Regions from separate parts of the Siniperca chuatsi genome. Here region 2 is linked to region 1. A link is a contact called in public Hi-C data. All regions are on one chromosome and are shown on one strand. The core of a region is the stretch at or near the end of the contact, and the rest is flanking DNA. Distances in the headings are between cores, read along the strand shown.

Region 1 (6,819 bases), core at 738-3,237:
AGTTTGGGTTTTCTTTTCCACTTCCTCTGGACTTGATAACAAGAGAAATGTTATCTCTCTTCTCTCCTTTTCTACCCTCTTGTCTCCTTCTCTCTGCTCTCCTCCATTTGCCAGCTCAATTATTGATTTATTTTTTTCCTCTGAAGCCTCAAGCAGTGGACGCTTATGTGTCTGTGAGCATTAGTGAACCACGCTTCCCTCAGTGAGCTTATAGACACTCCTTAGTCGCTTAGTCTTAAAGGAGTTATAAGTTTAAAAATGATATTTTTAAAGAGAGATATCGTGCGTCTATTTAAATTTAATATCAGGTTTTCATGCTTACATACATTTTTTTTCTCATTCATTAGACTAAATGAAAAGACTTTAACAGTAATGTAACTAACCAACCTAGGCCTACTTAACTAAATTAACTTTTTTAAGTTAGTAACATTTATGACACTTAATTATACTATGAATTGATTCTGGTCCGGTCTGTCGTGTTCATTGCAATGACAGTTATTTGCCTTTTTCCAGAGGAAATCTGAGTAAAGTTGCAGGTTTACTCATGTGTTTAGTTTAAATGTGAGGCTACACTTTTACACACCATACATGTTATTTTCTTTCAATGCTAAGAAAACATGTTAGTCAATCAAAGTAGTGTAATTGAGATCAAAACCTGTGTATAAGAAAACAAATATAGGCAGCAGAATAAAAGCACAATTCAAAAACACAATTTACACATTACAAATTACATGAAGGGCGTAGTTGGTTTTACAAGTGACAAAGATATAAAAAAAAGCTATAAAGAATTTAGTTCTCATGTTTTGTATAATAAAAATTATCTGTAATTTGCAGTATTATTAATGCATGAACCCACAGTCACCTCTAACTTCCTTGATTGAGACCTGATATTTTATGTCCAACAATTTTATTACAAAAAATGTTTGACTAACTACTATTTCCAACATCAACAGTGAAACTTTGTAAACTCAATAAATAATGTTATATGTTCATCTTTACCACAAAGAGCACTTTAATTTACTACGTTATCTTTAGTTGATGAAAATATGATGAGTACATAATTTAAGGCAATAATGTGCCAAATAGTTTTGATTTAATTGCTCTTGTAAAGTTTATATTTTATTCTATTCTTATTTTTATTTTATATACTTATAATGTATCTCTTTTATTTTAAGTTTCTGTATTTGTCTGATTTCTTTCAGTGATTGGTCATCTTTGATGGACAACAGCACTTTTCCTTTAAAAGCATCAGTGCATAGGTTTCTTCACGTCGATCTCACACGTCAATATGTACACTGAAAGAGTTATTGGTCGCTCTAATTGTTCCTCGTGCCTATGCTGGCTGTAAAGAGATCCCTTTAAAAAGTGATTTTCACCGTCCACAGTCTTCATTCTGTGTTTTCTTGTTTTGAGACAGACTTGGGGGGGGGAAACTGAACTTATCCTTTATCTCGCAATGATTGTTTTAGTTGTACAGGTTGTAAGATGTCTGACAAAACAACAAAATTGAATATAAACTGATCATTTTAAATAAAATAACTTTGTGGTGGTCTTCTTTTTCAGCTTATTAAAATAGCACAGCTTACTTTGTCAAAAGACTGCACGCTTCGCTATATTTGTCAACTTTTTAATGAAGTGCCCCAGTAACCCCAATAAAAAGCTCCACGGCACTATTTTCTTACTGTGCCATTTATAGTGTTGCACACTTTCAGTTTCTTTAATCTACTTTCAGTCAATAATCTCTCACTTCATTGATGGTTTGTGGAGTAAAGTTCAGCTCCATCAGTGTGACCCTGCACCTACCTAGCTGCTGTCCAGTCCTGGAGCACTTTGACCGGCAGAGGGCGCTCCGAGCCCGTTCAACCCGTCCCTCCTCCCCATCACAGCAGAGGAGAGCACTTCCATCTAGCTGCGGTACCCATCTGATTCCTTTAATTACTTCCTTCCTGTTGTTAATTGGTGCCAATCTGTCCAACCTCAAAACCCAGCTACACTACATGGTCAGGAGCGCACACACTGTTTCTTTACTGTGTGCATGTTAACTTAATACATTACCCACAAACTGCAATCATATAGCGTGTCTGCTTGTTTAATTCACCTGTTTCAGCCCAATTCAGAGCTGTCAGTGCCTGCAGACAGATCGAGGTAAGCTCCTGCACCTGTGAGCTTTGCGCTAATGCATTATCGTGGAAATTGCTGCAAACCTGGCAACAAGTGTTGTTTATAGCATTTCTGCAGACAGTCGCTTTAAAAGTGTGATTTTTTTTTTTTTTTAAAGCAAGTGTTTGATTGTACAAAAGCAGGTAAATTTAGTCTAACCTTTAAGGCGGTAAAACTGACTTACTGGTTAATTACGATGATACTAACGAGATTCAACAGAATTCATGAGACAGTTTGAGATGTTTGGTGATATTTTAGGTGGCGTAGTAGTAAAATAACTCGTCCTAATTATCTCCTACTACTACTTGCAATAGTATTTTTTTGCATGTCTCCGGTCAATGGAAGCTCTGCTCTACTATGACCCCTCCCACTTCTTCTTAACCGAAATAGACCCGGCGTAAAGACAAAATGTATCATTTAGTGACAAAATATACGAATAAAAACACGTATTTCAAGTTTAAATCAACCTTAACTGCGTGCAGAGATTATTTCGGGTGATAAAAGCGGAAAATAATTTTGGTGTGTGTGATATATTCAAGGCCGGCGAGTGTTTCGCGGGAAAACGAGCGGAAGGATACAGCGGAGGAGTGCTGCGGCCGTTTTTATTGCAGCCGGCGGAGCGCTCAGCTGTGATTCCAACGCTGCTGACGACAGACTGCGTGTCGCTTTTGCAGCCGTTCAGCTCCCATTGCATGTTTCACACAGCGTCACTGAAACCGACTGCAACACCTCCGTGGAAGGATTTAATGTTTCTTTCGTATTGGAATAACTTTCCTGCTCTTTTTTGCGCCTTTTGGGTCGATTTCGCCCCGTCTTCTTCCGCCGACTGTTTAAAATCTGAAAGGTAAGGGGAGGGAGTGGGTTTCTGGAGCCGCACGTCACCTTCCCACTCCAGTTAAGTCAAAAAAAGGTATTAGTTTATCGTCAGTAGTCGTTTAGTGAAGGTGGGGTTTTCCCTCTTGCACTTAATTTACTATCAGTTTCCCAGTTGTGAGCACCTGCTGCTGCAGCACTGGTGCATGCATGCAAGGCGTGCAAACAGGGTTGATGTTTTGGAGTGACCATGTGATGTTGCTTACACTTATGTTGCAGAGCAGGATCAGTGCCAAGCAGCTACTGTGAACCTGCAGAGCTTTTTTAGAATCAGCATCTAATCAGACACATTTCGTTTGTTTTTCCTTTAACCAGCTTCACAATAATAATAAAAAAGACAGCAGAGACATCATGCCGCTGAATTCAAGTTTGGCGAGTAAAAACTATGACTACGACTACGACTCTCTTCAACCGTATTTCTACTATGACAACGAGGAGGAGGATTTCTACCCTCAGCAGCTTCAGCCTCCGGCGCCGAGCGAAGACATCTGGAAGAAATTTGAACTGCTGCCGACCCCTCCCCTCTCCCCGAGCCGCCGGCCGTCCCTGTCAAGCCTCTTCCCCTCCACGGCGGATCAGCTGGAGATGGTGACCGAGTTCTTGGGCGACGACGTGGTCAACCAGAGCATCATCTGCGACGCCGACTACTCCCAGACCTTCCTCAAGTCCATCATCATCCAGGACTGCATGTGGAGCGGCTTCTCCGCCGCGGCCAAGCTGGAAAAGGTTGTCTCCGAGCGGCTCGCCTCCCTGCACGCTGCGAGGAAGGAGTCGGCGGCCGGTGAGTGCGCGGAGCCCGCCGGTGCAGCTGCGTGGAGGCTGAACAGCAGCTACCTGCAAGATTTGAACACATCTGCGTCGGAGTGCATTGATCCATCTGTGGTTTTCCCGTACCCGATAGCAGAGACGCCCAAGCAGAGCGCAGGGACGCCGCCTAGTAAAGATTTGGGACTGGACACGCCACCCAACAGCAGCAGCAGCAGCAGTAGCAGTTGTAGTGACTCAGGTAAGCTGTGCGCTCATCATGCAGGCACACCCCTCTGTGCAATTAGGAATTTCCCTCTGCTGAGTGTGCAAGGTTTGCATCCACTGTTTTGATTAAAGGAAGGCCAATTCTCTTTTTAATTCATATGATTTGCAGTCAGATTTCCAGGCAGGAGGTAGAGACATGCTGTCTGTTCCACCCATGTCATGTTGTAGACTGCTGTGAGATTAGCTGGAGGGTATGGCTGCAGTGTTAAGCAATCAACTGATGTGGAAGGAGAGACTGTACCCCCTCCCTTCCCACTGTGGCATGCAGTGTGAATGTATTACAACCTTTCTGCTGAAGCAGAGTGTGATTGTTTTGCTTTTTTTGTGTGTGTGTTGCAGAAGATGAGGATGGAGATGATGATGATGAGGACGAGGACCAGGAGGAAGAGGAGATCGACGTGGTCACAGTGGAGAAGAGGCAAGCGGTGAAGCGGTGCGACCCCAGCCCTGCGGAAACCAGGCATCCCAGCCCGCTCGTGCTGAAGAGGTGCCACGTCTCCACCCACCAGCACAATTACGCCGCCCATCCATCCATGAGGCACGAGCAGCCGGCTGTCAAGAGGATGAAGCTGGAGAGCAGCAGCGGAGGCGGCGGCGGCAGCAGCGGTCACAGCAGGGTCCTCAAGCAGATCAGCAGCAACCGCAAGTGTTCGAGCCCGCGAACGTCTGACACTGAGGACTATGACAAGAGAAGGACTCATAACGTATTGGAGCGCCAGAGGAGGAACGAGCTCAAGTTGAGCTTCTTCGCCCTGCGGGACGAGATCCCAGAGGTGGCCAACAACGAGAAGGCAGCCAAAGTGGTGATCCTGAAGAAGGCTACGGAGTGCATCTACAGCATGCAGTCGGACGAACAGAGACTCCTCTCACTCAAAGAACAGCTGCGGAGGAAAAGTGAACTTTTAATGCAGAGACTGGCACAGCTGCAGGGCTCTCATGCTTAAAGTTTGAATCATAGACTTTTTGGCCTTTTGTTTTTTATGCAAGTTCAAGACTTGGGGTGTACAGTTGTTTGTTGCATGCAAATGCAAAATGGATTAAGTTGTTTTGGAATCTTGTTTGATTTCAATGTTAAAACTGCCTCAATTGAAGTTATGGGTGGATTAAATATTTAAAAGTTTATTTTTATTAATAAAATATAAAAAAAAAATGGGGCTACCCTGTTGAGGGCCCAAACTAAAATATAAATTTTTATGTTTTGTATATAATTAATATTTCCTAAGAAAATGTATTTTCTCAATTGTCTGGATGTTCAGACCCAGTGTTTGGTTTTTTTCCATTATGTTCCTAGATTCTTTTTGAAATATAAAAAATGTTTCTTCTTGAATTTGCGTCCTTGTTCTTGCAGTACAAAACACATTTCATCAGTTACTTTGAGTAGAATATGTGCTGGGGGGTACGTGTTGCAGTAGAGAGGAGACAAACCACATAAATGGTTATATAACTCTGACATGGATTCAGATTGTCATGTTTAGGTGTAATGATGCCCAGACAAACCCATTCCTCTCCCTCTGACTGCTTAAGGTAAACTATAAAGTACATTAAGGGTTTAAATGACTAATATTTACACTTGAAGATGCCATTTTTGATGCTGTCCTAGTGCATGGTCATAAAGAAGACAAGGTAAGCTCAGACCATGGTCTCTGATTTATGCATAGAAGCATTTAAACTTGGCACATTTTAACCTAAGTGAGAGCTTGTTATTGAAGATATTCCAATATTATTGATGCTAAAGTGAACAAATTTCACCAAAAAGTGTCACAATCACTCTATCTGTTTTATGGACAAAAGAGGGAATTCAGCTATTTGAATTAGACCTGTTTTGCTTTTAATATGCACCAGAAATGCTTAAAAAAAACATCAATTCATGCACACAGACTTAATATCCTACATGATTTTCCTGAACATTGTTCTTGGAGCTGTTTCAAATAATCACTTAATTTATTACCCAGATAAGATTTAAGTGTATGATAACAAAACAGGTTGGTTTACATTTATGCTGGTAATTTGCCTCTTCAGACTATTTACACAGTCCAAATGTGTGTTTTATGACAAGAAACTTATCATTTCTATTATAAATTAGAATATTACACAAATAAAACAGTTAAAGTGTCAATCGAAATGTATCAATAATAGCAAATAAAAACACTCTAAATAACATTAAGTAAACCTCCCAGTTGAGTACCACATTATAGTTAAGTCTGCATTATATAGTATGTCGTATATAATTATAATATACCTGTATTATTGTTATTGATATTGCACCGATTTTTCGACCGGCTTTCCAGCCTCGCCGTGACGTCACGCGCCGTATCCTGAGCTCTCCCCTGAGCGCGTGGTCCTGGTCGCGAGCACATGGAAGTGAGGTCGAGATTTGTGTCTGTGAGACGCGCGACTGATCATCAGAAAAAAAGGAATATAAAAGCAATAAAGCAGCAACGAAAACAGGCTGAACAGCGCGGTAAGAGCTCTTTATAATGTCTGCTATCGATTGCATTCATCATTTTTTAACAAATTCTTCAATTACACTGATTAACAGGCCTGATGATACTGGAAAGTAAAATCTCTTTATATTGCAATCGGTCTAATGAAAACTTAATTTAAAGAACAACGACTTTGCAGAGGTTTAATCTGATGTGAATATGAAACCTCTCGTGATACAACCTGTTCAAACTATTGTTCTCGGGACAAAGTGTGATTCTCGTCTGGCTTCTCCATTGTCTGTCCAGCTCCTGTTAATACTGCAGAGTTTAG
Region 2 (6,927 bases), core at 289-2,788, 46 kb after region 1:
TCTTTGTTGTAGTTTTAAACATTAATGCGATTACGTCCCGCCACCACAGAGGGCGACAATGTACGAAAACATACAGACTCCTGTTTAAATCTATGTGGTGACAAATTTCCTACTAAACACAGGGTCCTTACATGTGTTGCAGTTTTTATCATTCAGTATATGCACAAACTGTTATAATAAGTTCAAGTGTAGCAGACACATGCAGATATGTCCACGCCTAAGTTTCCGGCTCTACACAGAACATCCTGCTTTAACACTTAATTTGCCGGGTCATAAATCTGTCCGGACCCCCAGCAGGAAGCGGGTTGAGCCTCTTACAAGAGAGGGCGCCTCTACCATAGCGTCACCCTATGAACCCTCCTACCTCCCATTCCTGCCCTGTGACAGAGACCCACAGCTGCTGCATGGACGTCCCCATCCCTCACTGTCAAAACATGGCACCCACCCAAAGTCCTGTTCACTAGTAGCTGCTTACTATCTGGGAACGCTGCCAAGGCCTCCGCAAAGAGATACTATATGTACAATAGTTGTAGCATTTGACACTAATCCCACCTCAGCTGTATTATGTGTGTGTCTGTGTGCATGCTGGATGTGTGTGTGTATCTGGTGTGTACGCATACTTTCCCTTTCTTTAATTGTCTCCTTATGTGGAGCTCTGGTCTGAAATAAAGGGAATTAAATTCAACCAGACTGAATCGAATTTTCCGATTTGCTCATTAACTTCTCAGGTCTGAATGGCCACTTTTAACAGTCGTCAACAGGTGGATTGAAAGGACCAGAGGCATCTCAGTACAAAGATCACTTATTTATGGTCCCTAATCTGGATGGTTTATCTTTAGGCCCACTCATTTGCAGCCTGCTCTGACAGTTTCTAGATACGGGGGGCACCCAGATGGGTTTATTCAGTGTCTGACAAAAACAAACACCTGCAGGTCTGAAATACTGCAGGTGTTTGACCGGTTTTGAGAGCTCATCTGGAGAACAGTTGTTACCTCAGGTTAAGACCTGGCAGCTCTTGCAAAATATATGTTCTGTTATTGCAAAACGGCAAAGTTTAGATAACTGGGAAAACTGCTGCTTGGGAATTTCAGATGATTGTGTGTGTCATGTTCTGTCCTCTGCTTGCATTAAACCTTCACAGAAAAACATTTTGGCTTCTAATTTTCCTCAGAAATAACACACATGGGCTTATTTGTGTTTACCACTCTGAAACTCACCCCTGCTCTGCCCCATAGTGGCTTTGTGTGCATGAAGCGGGTTGGCAGGGCGCTGGGGCCAGAAAGAGGGGATGACCCACGGCTTCACATGTAACTGCTCCATGTGACGTACCTGCTATTGACAATGAGCATTCAACAGGGCTCCTGCGGGACCCTTGAACTTGAGAGCCAGTCCCTGGGAGCAGCATTGGAGGGCTGAAGAGTTCAGCGCTGTTAATGTTCAACCCTTTTGATCTCTGCTGAGAAGCCGCATTCCCTGAATTCCTCACCAGCATTTCCAGCGGTAGAGAGACTATGAATGGCTCTACAGAAAACAGTTAACACTCTCCCATGCCTTCGCTTCTTTTTTTTTCTTTCTCTCACCTTCGAAAAGCACAGCAGCAATAAAGCAGAGCTTGGGGTTGTTAAACTTCGGAGCTTACAGTCAGGAAACGCTGCAGCTAATTTGCACTTTTTGTCAGTTTTTTATTGTTATCGTATATACATTTCTTTGTTCAGAAATTGCTGTATCATCACCATTTACTGCATAAAGTTCTGAATATAGGCTTTCTGTGACAAAAGTGAGCAAAGGATCAAGTGGACCTCCACGTCGGATATGTCAGGGTAGATATCAGGGAAAACTCTGTTAATCATTACCAAATACGATGAGCTCATGCTGTTGTGATGTGTTTTTAAAATTTCGCTTGTCCTTTCCCTTAATTTGTAGGCTATATTCACCAAATCTGGTCAGAGTGACCCGCTGCTTTGAACCCTGGGTAAATTGAGCAATGGGTCAAGCATGGTTGAGTGATACAGGACTGTTATCTAGAAAGAACAGAAACTCTTATCCTGACCTACGAAACCGTGTTCCCTCCACATTTTGGACATTTACTGCCTGTTGAGTGTTACAGCCTCAGACATCAAAGCAGTAAAATCTTTTTAATGACAATAAAGTGATCATGCCGGCGGGGGAATGTGTTTAGTAATTTGCTTAAAATGTCGGCCATGTGGATGCCAGATTTCATTCTAAGAGATAAAACTCAGCAGACGTCACAGCAGAGACGACCAATTTATCACCCATATGAATAATACGACGCCCAGCGCAGCAATCTCTCTGAGCACCACCACTGTAAAATGCTGATTGATTTTGTGAGATGTTTTCTATTGTTTGAGCTCTGGGTTTAGGAGGTTTAGTGTGAGAGTGATTAACTAATGGATGGACTTAATCCCAGGTAAGAGTCACACGCCTGGGCCCAAAGCACAATGAACGGCCTTCATTTAACCTCAACCAAAATGCTGAGTTGCAAAGTCCCGGCCTCAGTCACCTGGCAGACATCCTTCTTGAGAGCCATCTGTGCTTAAGAGGACTGGACTGGACAGGATAGAAGGCTGCAGCTGGTCTGAGAACAGGACGATTGCACGGCCGTTCATAGACCAAGGTTAGCCAATCAGAATGACTTTGGTGCTCCTTGTTGTCTTTGACAACAACAGAGTGCTGCACTTAGATTTGGCTTTACCTAAGTTTCCACCAGAAAATGCAAATGCAAATACCAAAACACATGTAAAAAGATAATATGTGTGCAAACATGTATTGTCATGTCACCCAAATGCTAAGTATGGCTTTTTTTAAATGTGTTTTTAATTGTTTTGGGAAGCACTAATCAAACTTTTTGACTCCCAACACAGATTAAACCCAGGATATCTGCCGTTATTAAATACCTATCTAAAACCAGGGCCCAGTCTCTTTTCCCCAAATTTAAAATCTGTATACCTCTGATTGGAATCATTTTTGATGTAAGGTAACATGAGGCCAAGGGCTGCTGTGGTACGAAAAACAGTGGCCATCCTTGTAAATGGAACTGCACAAAAACTGAACTTTTAAAATGACATTGACAAAGAAACTGTATTAATGTGGATCCGCCAAATGAGACCTTGTTTCGGTCTTTTCATGGGATTTGAAAATAATGCCAGCTTTATCCTCAAAGCAGTTTCCCCCAATTATTTTTGTCTTGTGATCCCTTAAAATGAAGCGAGGTCTACTTGTGACCCCGTGTCACCGGTTACTTATATCAATAAGTCACAAAGGTGATTCTTTGTTCCCAGACTGTGTTATTTTAATCATTTTTAGAGGGATGACGATGTAAAACTATCCAGTAATTCACAAGAAAAGAAGAAAAAATTTGAGAAAAGTCTAAAAAATGGTTTCCGCGAAAAATATTATTGACGTTTCAACTAAATAATCCTGCAGAGGGCAGTTTGCTGAAACGTCAATCTTTGGAAGTGAGTGAAGTAAATGATTGCATCTGAGTGTGCAGCTTTCCCATTCTGTCTTTGATGTCTGCCTGCGAGCCAGCACCTCACTAGAAAAGGTGTGCGTTTTCCATTAGTTCTTAATTTTTTTCTGTTTTCTTATTCTGTTAATCATTTCATGCGACCCCTTCTGAGGTTAGGAGAGAGGCTGGAACTGAGCTGATTTAGCCTCTTTTCTCTTCTCTCTTTTCTTTTTTCTTTTTTTTTGGTGATTAAAACAGTCAGAGCAGCTAAATTTTGGTTTGGGAACCAGCTCCAGCATTGGCCCCTGGTTGATGGAAGAGCTTCACTGTAGTTTAAGGTAGAAGGTGTGTGCAGTAATCAGCCGGTATCAGAGGTTGTCTCATCTGACTGACTGAACATGACAAAATGGCCATTTCCAGGAGCACCTCCATGTCAAAGAACAAATGGCTTAATGGCTTTATATGGCACCTTTGCTCACACCATATGGCTGTTTGTTTCCTGTGGGCAGTTTGTCAGTTGTTCTGCCACTCAGCCAAAGAAGTAAATGTCTGAGCATCTGAGCATGTGCAAAAGCTCCTGTCATCACCGGCCTGAAGGGGAAATGTTTTGAACCTGTGAAATGATTGCCAGATCGTGATGGGCGGCACCATTGAGACTGACAGGAGAGGGTAAGGAGGGGTTGGAGAGGGGGGGGGTTCACCATGAGCTAAGGCCTCTGTGGCTTTACAGTGACATCAGGGGATTGGTGATATAATCCTCTTACTGTACGCTGTATGCTGTAATGGGTTGGGTAAACTTGCCCTGCAGAGCCACAGCGGAGGCGATAGAGAGAAACATGACGGGTAGCTATGAATTTACACATCACACAGGCTGAGACGCTTTGTTCTCAGCTTTATTTTTATTGAATGGATGGTAGCAGCTGGGAACTTTATGATCCCCTTCACAGGTGCGGCAGTGGAGGCCATGTTGACGATGAAACGATAAAACGCTGGACCTCATCATGTATTTTTAAAGCTGCAACTTGTGATAACACTGTTCCAGGCACTGATTCAGAAAGAAAAGCTGTATTTTTTCTCTAAGTGGCCTTGAGAGGGAGTGTAACAGTGTTTATCTTGCTCTAGTGCAATGATGTTTTATGAGTGCATGTTACAGTTTTATGAACACCTGACTCCCTGAGCTGTGTATCTATGCTGCCTGTGCTACTAACCTTTATGTTCGACACTGTCTTCTATAATTCAGGTGGTGTGTGAGGTTTTTCTCTCTGATGTAAGTCCACATTCTGAAGACACACTGCAGGAAGAGCAGGTTATGGAGTCCAGCAGCCCTTTAAAGGGTCAGTTCACCCAGTTTCTCTACTTAAAGGAATAGCATGACATTTTGGGAAACATTTTTATTTGCTTTCTTGCCGAGAGTTAGATGCGAACATTGACACCACTCTCATGTCTGTACGGTATATATGAAGGTACCACCAGTAGCCAATTAGCTTAGCTAAGCACAAAGACTGAAAACAGCGGAAAACAGTCAGCCTGGCTCTGTCCAAAGGTAAAAACATTCGCCTACCAGCACCTCTTAAACTTGCTAATAAACACATTCTATCTTATTTGTTTAATCTGTAGAAAAAACAGTGTAAAAACAACACATTGTAGTTTTATAGGGGGTTCTGTGCCAGACTGTTTCTTGGCTAAAATAAGCTAGCAGTCTCTTGGCTGTAGCTTCATATTTATAGACAGATATGAGAGTGATATTAATCTTTAAAGTTCATAAACTTACCTCTCAAAATGTCATACTATTCCTTTAAGGGGGATTTATAGTTTGTGTAATATGAGGTTACAGGGGTGAAATCATCGTTAGCCCCTTGCAACAAGTATAAACCCAGCTTTACTCACTTTATTTTCTGATGTTTTGAGATCTCTGCCTTCTCAGGATTCTTCTGCAATCCAAATGTAATGAAAGTGAATTTAATTTTGTTTGTGGTGCTCCCTGCCCTGGAAAATGACATCACAGTGTCCTGGATACTTTGGATAATGTACAGGCCTTCATTGGGACTACATTGTAGTTCCAGATGAAAATTGTCCACAGTGAGATCTGTGGATTACCAAGGGTTACCAAGATATTGTCTCTAGAAAGAGAGGCTGTTGTTGAATTCCTCAGTTTTCTCTTTCTTAAATATTTTTTGGGGCAAGTTATGCCTTTATTAGACAGCGACAGAGAAGAGATAACAGAAAATGAGAGAAGAGAGAGGTGGGGAAGCTGTAGGAGGTTATGGTTCATGGTTGGCCACCCCTAGACCACCAAGGTGCTCCTCAGTTGTCTTTTTTTTATGTTGTGAGCACCAAAAAAAAAAGAAATTCCATTTACCTTCATTAAAATGAGGTGGCAGCAGAAGTCTCAGTCGCAAATATCCAGATGAAACCAAAACTATCTGTGCGGCTGGATACAACCAAGTTGGAATATGTTTTTTAGTGATTTGGGTGGACCAACCCTTTAACACACTTTCACAGGATTAGTGGTACACATTGGGAGGCAACAAACTGTGAGATATCTCACCCATTCCCCACAAAGGCTCAAATATTTTTAGAAGCTGCAAAATTCACAAAAAAACCATACCACTGCATTCACACCCCCAACAGCTTTCATGCAATCATGCTTCAGAGAAACGTGGGAGTGGGAGTGGTGGGTGTTGTGGGTGGTTGTAGGGGGGCTGAATTCTGCCTATTTGAGGACTCTCAGTGCTGCTGTTGCAGCTGCTGAATCTCTCACAGTAGCAATTTCAAGGACGCCAAAATGAATTACACATAGGGAGTTTGCGTTTGGTAAAATCTCTCCGCCTAATCCGCACAATCCCTGTCCTCCTCAGCTAATTCCATATCTGCTGCAATTCAAAAAAAACACCCATGCATGCACAGACGCACTCCTGCATTCCCTTATCCTCTCACACTCTCGCTTTCTTTCTCTCTCTTTCACAAAATATTTGGTGAGCCCTGATCTGTGATTTGCATGAGCACTAATTAGGAGGCTTGGGGATTAAAGGCACCGCAGTCTGCTTGACTGAGGAAGCTGCGCGGTGGGAGGTGTTATTTAATCGACAAGTGCCGTTCAGATAATAAAGTAATGAATAACAATTCCTCCTCGATGCATGTTCTTGACACTTCAGTGTGGATATTACATGAGCTGTTAAGGTAGGAGACACAAGACAAGATGAAAGAAGACTTCAGCAGCTGTCACAGAGCTGGTTGGCGGTGCAGCAGGGTGTGTGATGTGTGTGAGGAGATTGATACCAGAGCTGGAGTGTGTTTATGTGTGTGAACCAGCAGCCTGTCTGCATTTGCTCCATCCTTCACCCTGCTCTTATCCCACAAGGCCTTGGTCCCTTTCTCATCTGCTGGCGTCTTATCAGGGGACAGCTCGTCAGGGACACACGTGCCATCGTTCTGACACTGACCGTGGGTCATTGAAA

What was found. Hi-C and Micro-C count contacts between places; a contact is called where the count stands out from the background.
Region 2: a contact with region 1 is called in a Hi-C map of an unstated tissue, with 4 times the contacts expected there. The contact joins the enhancer-like site here to the promoter of myca in region 1. A contact is called at or near these places in 3 of 3 Hi-C or Micro-C datasets (liver, skeletal muscle and an unstated tissue).

The regions. Positions count from the first base shown.
Region 1 is chrLG19:18,643,666-18,650,484 of ASM2008510v1, forward strand. It overlaps myca (transcriptional regulator Myc-A), which reads left to right and starts at 1,988. Exons shown (of 3, transcript XM_044175831.1): 1 at 1,988-2,145; 2 at 3,349-4,039; 3 at 4,405-5,392. The coding sequence starts at 3,385. The coding sequence ends at 5,009. LOC122866332 (a long non-coding RNA gene) reads left to right here and starts at 6,326. Exons shown (of 2, transcript XR_006375674.1): 1 at 6,326-6,526.
Region 2 is chrLG19:18,690,148-18,697,074 of ASM2008510v1, forward strand. No RefSeq gene overlaps it. Among protein-coding and RNA genes, the nearest start is that of LOC122867022, 25 kb to the right of the region's middle. Within about 2 kb of position 1,539, the one cell type or tissue checked has an H3K27ac peak away from gene starts, as active enhancers do. A contact at or near this core is called in liver, where this site is marked.